Regions from separate parts of the Mus musculus genome. Here all the other regions are linked to region 1. A link is a contact called in public HiChIP or PLAC-seq data. All regions are on one chromosome and are shown on one strand. The core of a region is the stretch at or near the end of the contact, and the rest is flanking DNA. Distances in the headings are between cores, read along the strand shown.

The links. HiChIP or PLAC-seq counts read pairs in DNA pulled down with a chosen protein or histone mark.
Region 2: an H3K4me3 HiChIP or PLAC-seq map of the SCID.adh cell line shows a contact between it and region 1, with 16 read pairs. The contact joins the enhancer-like site here to the promoter of D630039A03Rik in region 1. A contact is called at or near these places in 4 of 15 datasets of contacts at CTCF or cohesin (CD8 T cells, the NIH/3T3 cell line, embryonic stem cells and 1 more), 17 of 484 Hi-C or Micro-C datasets (the C2C12 cell line, CD4 T cells, CD8 T cells and 7 more), 8 of 115 datasets of contacts at active chromatin or transcription factors (CD8 T cells, the SCID.adh cell line, embryonic stem cells and 2 more) and 3 of 9 other capture datasets (adipose tissue, embryonic stem cells and liver).
Region 3: a contact with region 1 is called in an H3K4me3 HiChIP or PLAC-seq map of the SCID.adh cell line, with 14 read pairs. The contact joins the enhancer-like site here to the promoter of D630039A03Rik in region 1. A contact is called at or near these places in 2 of 15 datasets of contacts at CTCF or cohesin (CD8 T cells and the NIH/3T3 cell line), 12 of 484 Hi-C or Micro-C datasets (the AML12 cell line, B cells, adipose-derived mesenchymal stem cells and 6 more), 9 of 115 datasets of contacts at active chromatin or transcription factors (the SCID.adh cell line, embryonic stem cells, memory CD8 T cells and 2 more) and 3 of 9 other capture datasets (adipose tissue, liver and pancreatic islet).

What each region holds. Positions count from the first base shown.
Region 1 is chr4:57,914,660-57,917,925 of GRCm38.p6, reverse strand. It overlaps D630039A03Rik (RIKEN cDNA D630039A03 gene), which reads left to right and starts at 1,662. Exons shown (of 2, transcript NM_178727.2): 1 at 1,662-2,329. The coding sequence starts at 2,131. It overlaps Gm42293 (a long non-coding RNA gene), which reads right to left and starts at 1,418. Exons shown (of 5, transcript XR_881308.3): 1 at 1,189-1,418; 2 at 192-371.
Region 2 is chr4:57,733,954-57,737,219 of GRCm38.p6, reverse strand. The region is part of intron 6 of Pakap (paralemmin A kinase anchor protein); the gene reads right to left. All of the region lies in intron 3 of Gm35099 (a long non-coding RNA gene), which reads left to right. Among named protein-coding and RNA genes, the nearest start is that of Gm35099, 20 kb to the left of the region's middle. Within about 2 kb of position 1,554, at least 50 of the 459 cell types and tissues checked have an H3K27ac peak or open chromatin away from gene starts, as enhancers often do. A contact at or near this core is called in the C2C12 cell line, the HL-1 cell line, the NIH/3T3 cell line and 2 more, where this site is marked.
Region 3 is chr4:57,780,497-57,783,762 of GRCm38.p6, reverse strand. All of the region lies in intron 7 of Pakap (paralemmin A kinase anchor protein), which reads right to left. Among named protein-coding and RNA genes, the nearest start is that of Gm35099, 27 kb to the right of the region's middle. Within about 2 kb of position 1,537, at least 207 of the 459 cell types and tissues checked have an H3K27ac peak or open chromatin away from gene starts, as enhancers often do. A contact at or near this core is called in the AML12 cell line, B cells, CD8 T cells and 10 more, where this site is marked.

The sequences.
Region 1 (3,266 bases), core at 413-2,912:
CTAAGGGAAAGAGGGAAGGAGGGGAGAAGGAGGGAGGGAAGGAGGGAGGGAGAGTGGGAGGGAAGGGAGATGCCTCAGTTGGTTAAGTGCTTGTGTGCAAGCAAGAGGAGCTGAGTGCAGCTCTCCAGCTCAGCATAAAGGCAAGGCCAGGTGACATGAGTCTATAAGGCCAACACTGGGAACATACCCACCTGTAGGTCCTTGGAGCACATTGGCCAGACAGCCTCACCAAACTGGTGCATTTCAAGATCAGCAGAAGACCACCTCAGAATCATGATGCCCACACCTGTGCCATCAACCTTTGACTTCCATGCACACATGCATACACACACATGGGCATGTGTATCCGTACAAATGTGTACATATAACTCCTGAAAGGAAGGGAGGGAGCGAGGGAGGAAGGCAGAGATCAATCTAGGATCACTTCTTGATTCTATATATTCCTAACAATAAAATCTTCCCAATAACAAATTATCTTTTTCAAAACGAATGGCATTTTCAAGTGAGATTTCCCCACAAAGCACCCTGCACCATCTGGCTCCCTCCTGCTGCCAGAAAGATCAAAGACACCCCAACTATAACATCTAAAACTAGTCCCCTGTTGCTCCTCCCCGGTCATCTCTCCCTTCCTTCCTGTTTCCCTGAATGGTACTGTCATGGTCTACCCAACAAAAGCTAAATCTTACCAGCTCAGTTCCAGTTCTCTTGCTGCCATCTTAAATCTGGAGCCTGCAATGTGCCCTACTAGGAAGTAGGTTTATTGCCAATTTAATTAGTTAAATTAAGATGAGGTTATCAGGCTAAGCACTAATCCAGTGACTGGTGTCCTTATAAAAGGGGAAAATTTCAACATGAGAACATTACAACGAGACAAAGGTGAAGTGATTCCTTCATAAAAATGAAGGCCACCAGGCTGCAAAAGCAAGCCAGCAGGAGCTAGTCAAGGTTTATAGAACACTCTCCCACAGGATCGGACTCTGATCACACGTGATCTTGGATTTATAGTCTCTGAAACAAATAGAACAATGTCTGATGTTTAAACCACCCAGTTTGTGAGACTTTGTGATGGCAGCCCCAGTGAACTACCTTGACTACTCTTTGAAGATTTACCCTCCTCCATCCCCTACCCATTGCTCTGCAAGAGTGGCCAGTGGTAAGGATTGCCTTAGGAGAAAGAATCGCACTTACTTGAGTAAGCAGAGCAGAGCAGGGATAGATCACGGCTAGTGTAAGAAGAGGCAGTGTCTGCCATTCGCAGAAATGATAGGGCTGGCAAAAAGGGGGTGAGGGTGCACGTAGCTGTGGGCAAAATAAACACCCACTTGTTACTTAGTTGGAAAAAGCCAAGACCACAAAGGCTGCTCAAATGTCAAAGAGGTGGGGTTGGCGGGAAGCCAGGGCTACCCTGGACTCTGTCTCTATGGCAGACTTTATGCCGGAGTTTTTATCTGAGAGGTGTGCTGGGGGCTGCCTTCAAACCTTAGGGTGACCTTGTACACATCGGAGCCCCAGCTTTTGAAGTTGCAGAAGCTGTTTCTTTTTTTTTGTGGTGGTTGCTCATTAAGCCAGCAGGTTTTGATGACCTGCTAAGTCAAGTTCAAAATCTGTGAACTGAGCAGGCACCTGGCACTCCTCAGACCAGCTCGGCTCTGCCAGGAAACTGGAATCTCACGGTGGCCCTCGGAACGGCTTTCTAAGCTTGACCATCACTCAAGGAAGCCGTCTGGAATAAAAGCTCCCTGGACTGAGAAAGAGCGCAGCAGCTGAGCTGGATCCCTCGCTCGCTCAACTCCTACCTGTGGCTCTTCAACCCTCCCCACCTTCTCCTCCTGCCCACCCCACTCTCTGCTCTTAACCGCTCCTCACTCCATTCTCTCCTTGTCTTTCCGCTGCCCCCTTTTCAGCCCCTCTCCGAATCCTCCTCTTTAGTTAAGAACTAACTGTTCCCCACTCTTCCTCTCCCCACCTCCCCGATCTTGTCCCTTCCGTTTCTCCTTCTCTCTCCCCCCGTATCTTGCCAGCTTCTCTCCTTGCTCCCTGTTCTTCTTCTCTTTCTTTCACGCTACCGTCTACACTTCTTTTCTCCTCCCCTCCCCCTGCCTCAGCCCTCAGTGTTTGCTCTTCTCCCGGATGCGGATGAAAGGGTTGGCCTGCCCGTGCCCTGCTCTACCCAAGTTCTTGGAACTGGGGACCTGCTTAATGGCTGAGGGTTCCAGGACTCAGGCGCCAGGTCAAGGGCCTCCTGTAAACATCCAGTTTCTTCGTGCCCAGTATGAAGGTCTGAGGAAACAGCAGAGGACCCAGGCCCACCTAATGGTGTTCCCTAAAGGTAGGGCTGGGCGTGTGTTGCAGAGGGGGGAACTTCTGTGGGTGGAACCGGGGGGACTGAAAGTCCACGGAGAGGAAGAAAAAAGCTGTTTGCTGACCCAGTCAGCACCGAGCCACGGAAGCTTGATCAGGGTGGCTGTGCCCAGCCTGTTTCTTAGCCAAAGGAACAGAGGCCTCTCTGCCAAGCATTTGGCCAACGGCCACTGTTCCTGGTCTCCGTGTCTATTTTCCCCTAATTCTGATCTGGCTTGACTGGTTGGTCAGGTGAGCAGTCTTGGCACCCTCCTACTAGGCTAAGTAGGATGATGGAGAGTCAGCCTCCTGACTGGATCCACAGGCAAAACAGAGAGAATGGCTTTGCAGAAGAAAGATGGGGAGTCCCAATTTTAGAGCAACTGGCTGAGTCAGGATTCAGGGCTCAAGCAGGCAAAGAGTTCTACATTCTACAGTGATAGGTATCACACCTTAGCACAGAGCGGTTCTGCACAGGCTTGGGACAAAGCCTGAGTTTACCTTCCCCCATGCCCCCTCCAGACTAAACCAAACCAAAGCCGGTGGAAAGATAAAAGATGGGGGGCTGTGGTTAAGATCACAGCGTTGCTCTTGCAGAGAGGATCTGGGGTCCATTCCAGCACCTACATGGTGGCTTGCAACCCTCTCGCTCCAGTTCCAATCCTTTTCTGAACTCCACAGGCACCAGGCATGCATGTGGTGCACATATGTACATGCAGGCAAAAACATTTCTACGTGCAAAAATAAAATTAATCTTGAAAGCCTCTTTTAAAAGGAAGGGGAAACAAGTGTAAAACTTGTCTGTGCTCCTGAATATTCTCATTTGCTTGAAGGAGGACCCTATGCTAAAGGATTTGCAGTCTAGGGCTTTAGCAGAAGGTTTCACTATTTGGCTAGGGGCCACGGACCCCTCCCTCCCTTCCTCC
Region 2 (3,266 bases), core at 305-2,804, 180 kb after region 1:
GTTCCATTCCCAGACCTCAGAGCCTACATTTTAACAAGTGATCCAGGGAGAAGGCCTGTGCTTGTAAGAAACTGGAGCTTTTGGAGCCCAAGTCCATGCAGGTCTGAACTCACCGCGTGCAACTTAAGCTGGTGTAGCACGGGCTTCAGGTGAGCTCTCCAGCCCTCCCGAGCCTCAGATGCAAATGAAATATGAAGAGTTTCTCTCTCTCTCTCTCTCCCTCTCTCTCTCTCTGTCTCTCTCTGTCTCTCTCTGTCTCTCTCTGTCTCTGTCTCTGTCTCTGTCTCTGTCTCTCTCTCTCTCTCGTTCTTTTTAGACAGGGTCTCACAGTGTAGCCCTGGCTGTCCCTGGAGCTCATTCTTTAGATCAGGCTGGCTTTGACTTTACAGCTATCGTCCTGCCTCTGCCTCCTGAGTGCTGGGACTAAAGAATGTGTGCTATCCTGAGTTCTTATATACAGATGCACACCACTTCATCAAGACGATGGCCAAGGAATCACAAGGGGGAATTCCAAGAAAAGCAAAGAAGAAGATGACTTAGAGAGATGGAAACCACATCTCTACTCAAAGGTTCAGAAGGCAACAGGGGAGACCAACGACTTCCAATAAGATTCTCCTTAGAGGGCTGGAGAGATGGTTGAGCGGTTAAGAGCACTGACTGCTCCTCCAGAGGTCCTGAGTTCAATTCCTAGCAACCACATGATGGTTTACAACCATCTGTGATGGGGATCTGATGCCCTCTTCTAGTGTTTCTGAAGACAGCAACAGTGTACCCACATACATGAAATAAATAAATCTTTAAAAGGAAAAAAGACTCATCTTTGAAGGTGGAATGCCTCAGACTCGGGAGGGCTGAGCTAGTGTAGGAAGAGAGCCTTGGTAGCCACATCATTAAGGTGGGGTAGGAACTAGCTGAGACATAGATGCTACCTCTCAAAGAGCATCTCTCATTCTATCTCTGGAAGCAGTGGGTCAACTGGTGACACAGAGACCTTTCCAATCCAGTATGTTTACTGAGCTCAGGCAGGCTACTGAATAGATGAGCCTGGCCTGTCAGGGTATTTGATATCCCAGTCATTTCTTCTGATTACAGCTGGCTTCCTCAGCACATCCCAGACTCATCTCTAGACTGTGGCGCTGGGAAGGATGGGGCTACCCTCTTCTCCCTTCTCTGTCTACTCCATCCATCGCTGAAAGACAAGCACCCGTCCGTTCACTCACCCACTCACCTCTAGGGTTTTCTGGTAAATGCTTCTTAACTCCAATGTTATGATTTGGGGAAAAGCTAAGATCCACTACCTTCCCGCCACATTCCAGCGCGGGCCTGGGTGGCCATCTGAGTGGCTCTGGGCCCCCTTGATGGCCACTCAAGGGCCCTTCTTCTAAACTCCAGAACTGGGTCACCTTGTCCTTATTGTGAACTGAAAATGGAGACATTGGGAGTTAAAGACAGTCATGTCCCCAGCAGTGGAAAGAGCTTGCCTGAAAGGGTGTTGACCAAAGAGAGAGGCAAGGGGTCAGCAGGATGGCTCTGGAATCTGGAATCCCTGGTTAGTCACGCTCAAGCTCTGGTTAGTCATAGTGCCCAGCTGGCCCTTTGCCCTTCCTGTCATCAGGCTGTGTGAGTTAATAAACACCCATTTTTTTTCCAGACCAGTTCAAATTTGGTTTTGTGTCTTGCAACCCAAAGACTCCTGACAGACATATGCTCGGGCTCCTTCTGGATCCAGGAAATCACGAGGAAGCACACGGTCATTCTACATCTCCCTTCCATCAATACTTGCGGTCTGAGTAATCTGGAGGGCACATGTAGCCTAGAAGTGAGATGGTGGAGCAGGGGCATCAGGCTGCCCACTTCTGCAAAAGCACAGCTGGGGGCAGACTGTTGAAGTCCATGCAAACAGAAAGCAGAAAGAGGCCAGATCAACTCAGGCCCAATAAAAGTTGGAGTCGACATTAGGTTAACTTAATTTCAATAAATACGCCTTGGGGTTGTTCCTAAAAAAACTCTGTGTGTGTGTGTGTGTGTGTGTGTGTGTGTGTGTGTGTGTGTATGAGTGTGTGTGAGCACATGTGGACTGTATAGTATGTGTGTTTGTGAGAGTGTGCACATGTATGAGAGTGTATGTGTGTTTGTCTGTGTAAAAGAGTGTGTGTGAGTGTGAGAGTGGGTGCACATATGTGAGTGTGTGTGCTGTGAGTTTGTATATGAGTATATGTGTATGTGGTGCGTGTATGATATGTGAGTGTGTGAATGTGTGTATGCATGTGAGAGTGTAGGTGTGTGTGAGAGTGTGAATGTGTGCAGGTGTGTGAATGTGTGTGAAAGTATGTGTGTATATTTGTATGAGTGTATGTGTGTGTGTATGATGTGTGTGTATGTGTGACTGTCTTTGAATGTGTGAATGTATGTGTGTGTGAGTGTGTGTGTTTATGTGTGTATGCATCTCTCTATAAATACCCATGTTGGATGTCCTGTTCTATCAGAATCACCTTACTACCTTGAGGCAGAGTCTCTCACTGAATCTGAACCTGAACCTGAACATTTATATTAGTTACCATTTTCTATTGCTGTGATAAACTACCACGATCAAGTCAATTTATAAAAGAAAGCATCTGATTCAGCATACTGTTCAGAGGCTTAGCGGCCATACTGTTAGAGCAGAGGTTTAGTGGCCATACTGTTAGAGTAGAGGTTTAGCGCCATACTATTAGAGCAGAGGCTTAGCGGTCATACTATCAGAGCAGAGGTGTGCTGGCAGGAACAGCTGGGAGCTCAGAGCTCACATCTCAAAACCACAAGCAGAAATGAGAGGGGGAGCTCTGGAAATGGCAAGAAAAATCTTTTGCAACCTCACCCTGTTCCCAGTGACACACGTCCTCCAACAAGGCCACACCTCCTAATGCCTCCCAAAAATTTTGACCAACTGGGGACCAAGTCTTCAAACATACGAGCCTGTGGAGGCCATTCCCATCCAAACCAGTATACCATTTCAGTTGGGTTGACTTGCCAGTGAACCCTGGAAACCTACCTGTCTCCACCTCCCAAGCCTGGGGTTCTAGGCACACACCCCCATCCCAGCCCCTTTACATGGGTGTGGGGATTTGAACTCAGATCCTTGTGCTGTGTGGCAGGTAGGCACTCCTGCACAAGGAGCCCTCCTCTTAGCCCCCAAGACTTGTTTTGATAAAACTTTATAAACATGGCTAGATAGCCTATAGGTTGATAATTTTATCCTTTTAAAAATATCACATTAAATTATAGCT
Region 3 (3,266 bases), core at 288-2,787, 130 kb after region 1:
AGCAAGCAGTAGAATCAGAACATGAACATCTGTGTTAAAAGTAATCAATTCCTTCCCATAATACTATAAAATCTAGTTGGTCAAAACCGGGAATGCCGCCAGACTTAGAGAAAGAAAGGATGTTTGGTTAAAATGGAAATGCTGCCAGGAAGGCAAGAGTGATGCTTAAGTGAATTCAGAGCAAAGGCAAGCCGGTTCCCCAGGCGTGTTGATGGCAGGTGCATAGCATATATATCTCTTCAGCCTCCAGGCGCCTGTGAGCACGCGCTGAGACAAAAAGAGCTTCCAGAGAGAAGTAAAACTTGTTCATGGACTCAAAAGATACAATACGGCACATAAAATCAATTTTTCAAAGGCAAACGCCAGTAGTAAATTTGCTGGATTATAGCCACTGGGCTTGGAATGGACACGGGGGAAGGTGCTGATTTGTCAAAGTCCCCAGTATGCAATCTCTGGGGACAAACGCTACCGGGTCTGAGGAGAGAACCCACTGTCATCCTTTTCACACATGCTTGGGATGATGGATTGTCGGGCCTAGTGAGTAGTAGTGTGTTCATCTGTGCTGTGTAGCTCGGCGACCCAGCTGCTAGCCCAGCCCGGTTGGCTCATCACTGGCTGCTCCGACCCTCACCCGCTCTCATCCGGCCACCTGCGCCACTGCTCTCCAGTGAGGGTTCCCGTTCTCACGGGCTTCGTTTCGGTCTCTTCTAATCCACTGGCTTTCTCTAGAATTTCCCAGGGCTGCCAGAGTCTCTCCGCTCTTATCTTTGCCAGCGTGCCTCCTCTACGGACTTTAAAGGTGGCACTTTCCTCTGCGACCTGCTCCTAAAATTCCCCTCAAAGTATTCGCAGATTCTCAACCGGGCTTCACTGGAGATGAAACCCCAGTTCGAACTCCTCAATGCCGAGCCTCAGGACAGACGATCCTGCTCACCTCGAGCCCCCACCCTCCAACCTTCCTGACCTTCAGAACCGTTGCTTCCTCCATCAGCTAAGAAGTTCAGCAGCCTAGACTCCAGTCCAAAAGTGCTCCGGCTGAGCACCCTAGGCCTCAGTTTCCTTGCAAAGCTATAGACTTCTAAAGATGCCGCCAGCACTGCCACCCCAGCAGGCAGGAGTTTTTGGCTAACTGACCTCGGTGGCTTCGTCTACCTCTACTGGCTCTTTTGCACAGCCACATTTGATTTCACCGTTTTTCCTGTATATCTCGGCGGAAGGTGGGGCTGTTTATTTTTTAAAGCATATGTAAGTATTGAATAAGCCCGGCCATGCCCTAAACCTAAAAAATTCAAAGGCATAAGGACCTTTCTAGCTCGAATAGCTTCCCAGACAGGATCCACTAGACACAGACTTGAAGACCCTCACAATCCACCTTTTCCCAGTGCCGGAGAGCGCTCTAGCCCGAGTTCCGAACCGCCACGCCCCAACTTGAACACCCACCTCTAGGCGCCAGTTCCGAGGGCGCAGTACTCCGGCTCCGCTCCAGCGTGGTGCGGCTGCCGCCTGCTGCTCCCAACGTCCAGGGAAAGGCGCGGCACAGCCCCAACCTGGGGCCAGCGCATCTGCCAAGAGCAGCAGCCTCTGGGCTCGCCTGGCACCCGGGAGCCCCGCCCACCCATCCGGGCCCGCCCCACTCCAGGCCGGTGGTCCGCCCTCCGTTTTCATTGCTCCTCCCCATCCACCCATACCTCCTCTTGGTAGCTGGAACAGAACATGAGCCCTAAGAAATGGTGAATGAATGCATGTATGTATGTATGCCTGCATGAATGAATGGAGAAACCGAAGTGATGGGAGAGGTGGCAAGAGAATGTTTCCTAACTGGGGAGGGCGCCGCGTGTCTGAGTTAGTGCATGGGTGGGTGTCTGTGAAGGCGTTGCCGCATGTATATACATATATATATATATATATACATATATATATATATATATATATATATATATATATATATATATATATATATGTGTGTGTGTGTGTGTGTGTGTGTGTGTGTGTGTGTGTGTGTGTGTGTATGTGTATGAGTGCGTGTGGAAGTATGTGTGGGAGAAAGCCCTGACTGGCCCTTGGTTAGAGCGAACATAGAGGGATTGGCTGGGAAGTGTTTCTTAGCTATAATAAGAGTTTAATGTGGTCCAAAGGCTGAGATGCAGGTAGAGAGATATTCTGGAAAATCTTTGGTTTGTACATCTTTCAGGCTGCTGTGGCTGTGCAGCGGTCGGTCGGTGGCTTCTGGTGTCAAAGCGTGTCTGTTAACAATGCCAGAGTTGGGGAAGGGAGCAGCTGAGGCTCAGGGTTTGACTCCATTAGGCAGGTGGCCAGCCATCCCTCATTTCAGAGAGGTCTGAAATTTCAGTCTGTCGTCCCCTCCCCCGCGATGAATATTTAAATAATGTTAATGACCTTTGGAAAACCGAGCAGTCTAGAAGTCCTTAGAGAGGACACCAATATACCCATAAATGGCCCAGACAGAAAACAGCATTTTCAAAAAGCAAGCTATTGTGCGTCTTACTCAGCTTTAGGGCAAGTTTTCTGCAGAGGAAAAATCACATCAAGCGGAGTCAGATTCAGCTGTTCACCAGGGAAGCGCTTTCCCGGTGATCCACAACCTCCCAAGTCTGACTCCTTTATAGTCCCTGGGGCTTTTCCAGTTCGCCCTAGCCATCCCCTCCTCCGCCCACAATCACAAGGCCCGGGGCTCAACTTCTTAAAATCTGTTTGAATGACAAACACAGCGGGAGAAAAGTCCAAGTCCCAGCCGGATTTCATTTCCCTAACTTCCTTTGTATTGGAAATCTGGGACCTCCCCAGGTTAGGGAAGTGAAATCAGACTGGGATTTCCCTAAAAGCGTCTTCACTTACGGGCCAGGGAACCAGACCACCTCTGAGAAGGGCTTTCTCCTGCTTGAACACTTCCCCAACGCTGACTTGGGGAAGCCCGTAAAGTCTTCCAGGGAGAATTGGATAGGTTACTTCTCCGTTGCCGATGAACAGAGCCAATTTAAACCAGATTAGATTATATTAAAGTCAGGATTAATGGGAAGCTGCTCTTGACTGGTCTCAAGGACCAAGGCCAGGGAAGTCACCATGGGGGAAGGGAGGATAGTGGAGGGAGAGAGAAGGGGGTAGAGAAGAGGAGAGACTAAAACATCTGGATTATATAGGGAAGAGCCTCTGGGGGAAGAGCAGCCCAGCCCCTGGACTGGAAAGTTCAGGGTTGGGGGCAGGGTATGCCCGTTAGGGACTGAGGGATGCTGGGAGAACCTGGAAGC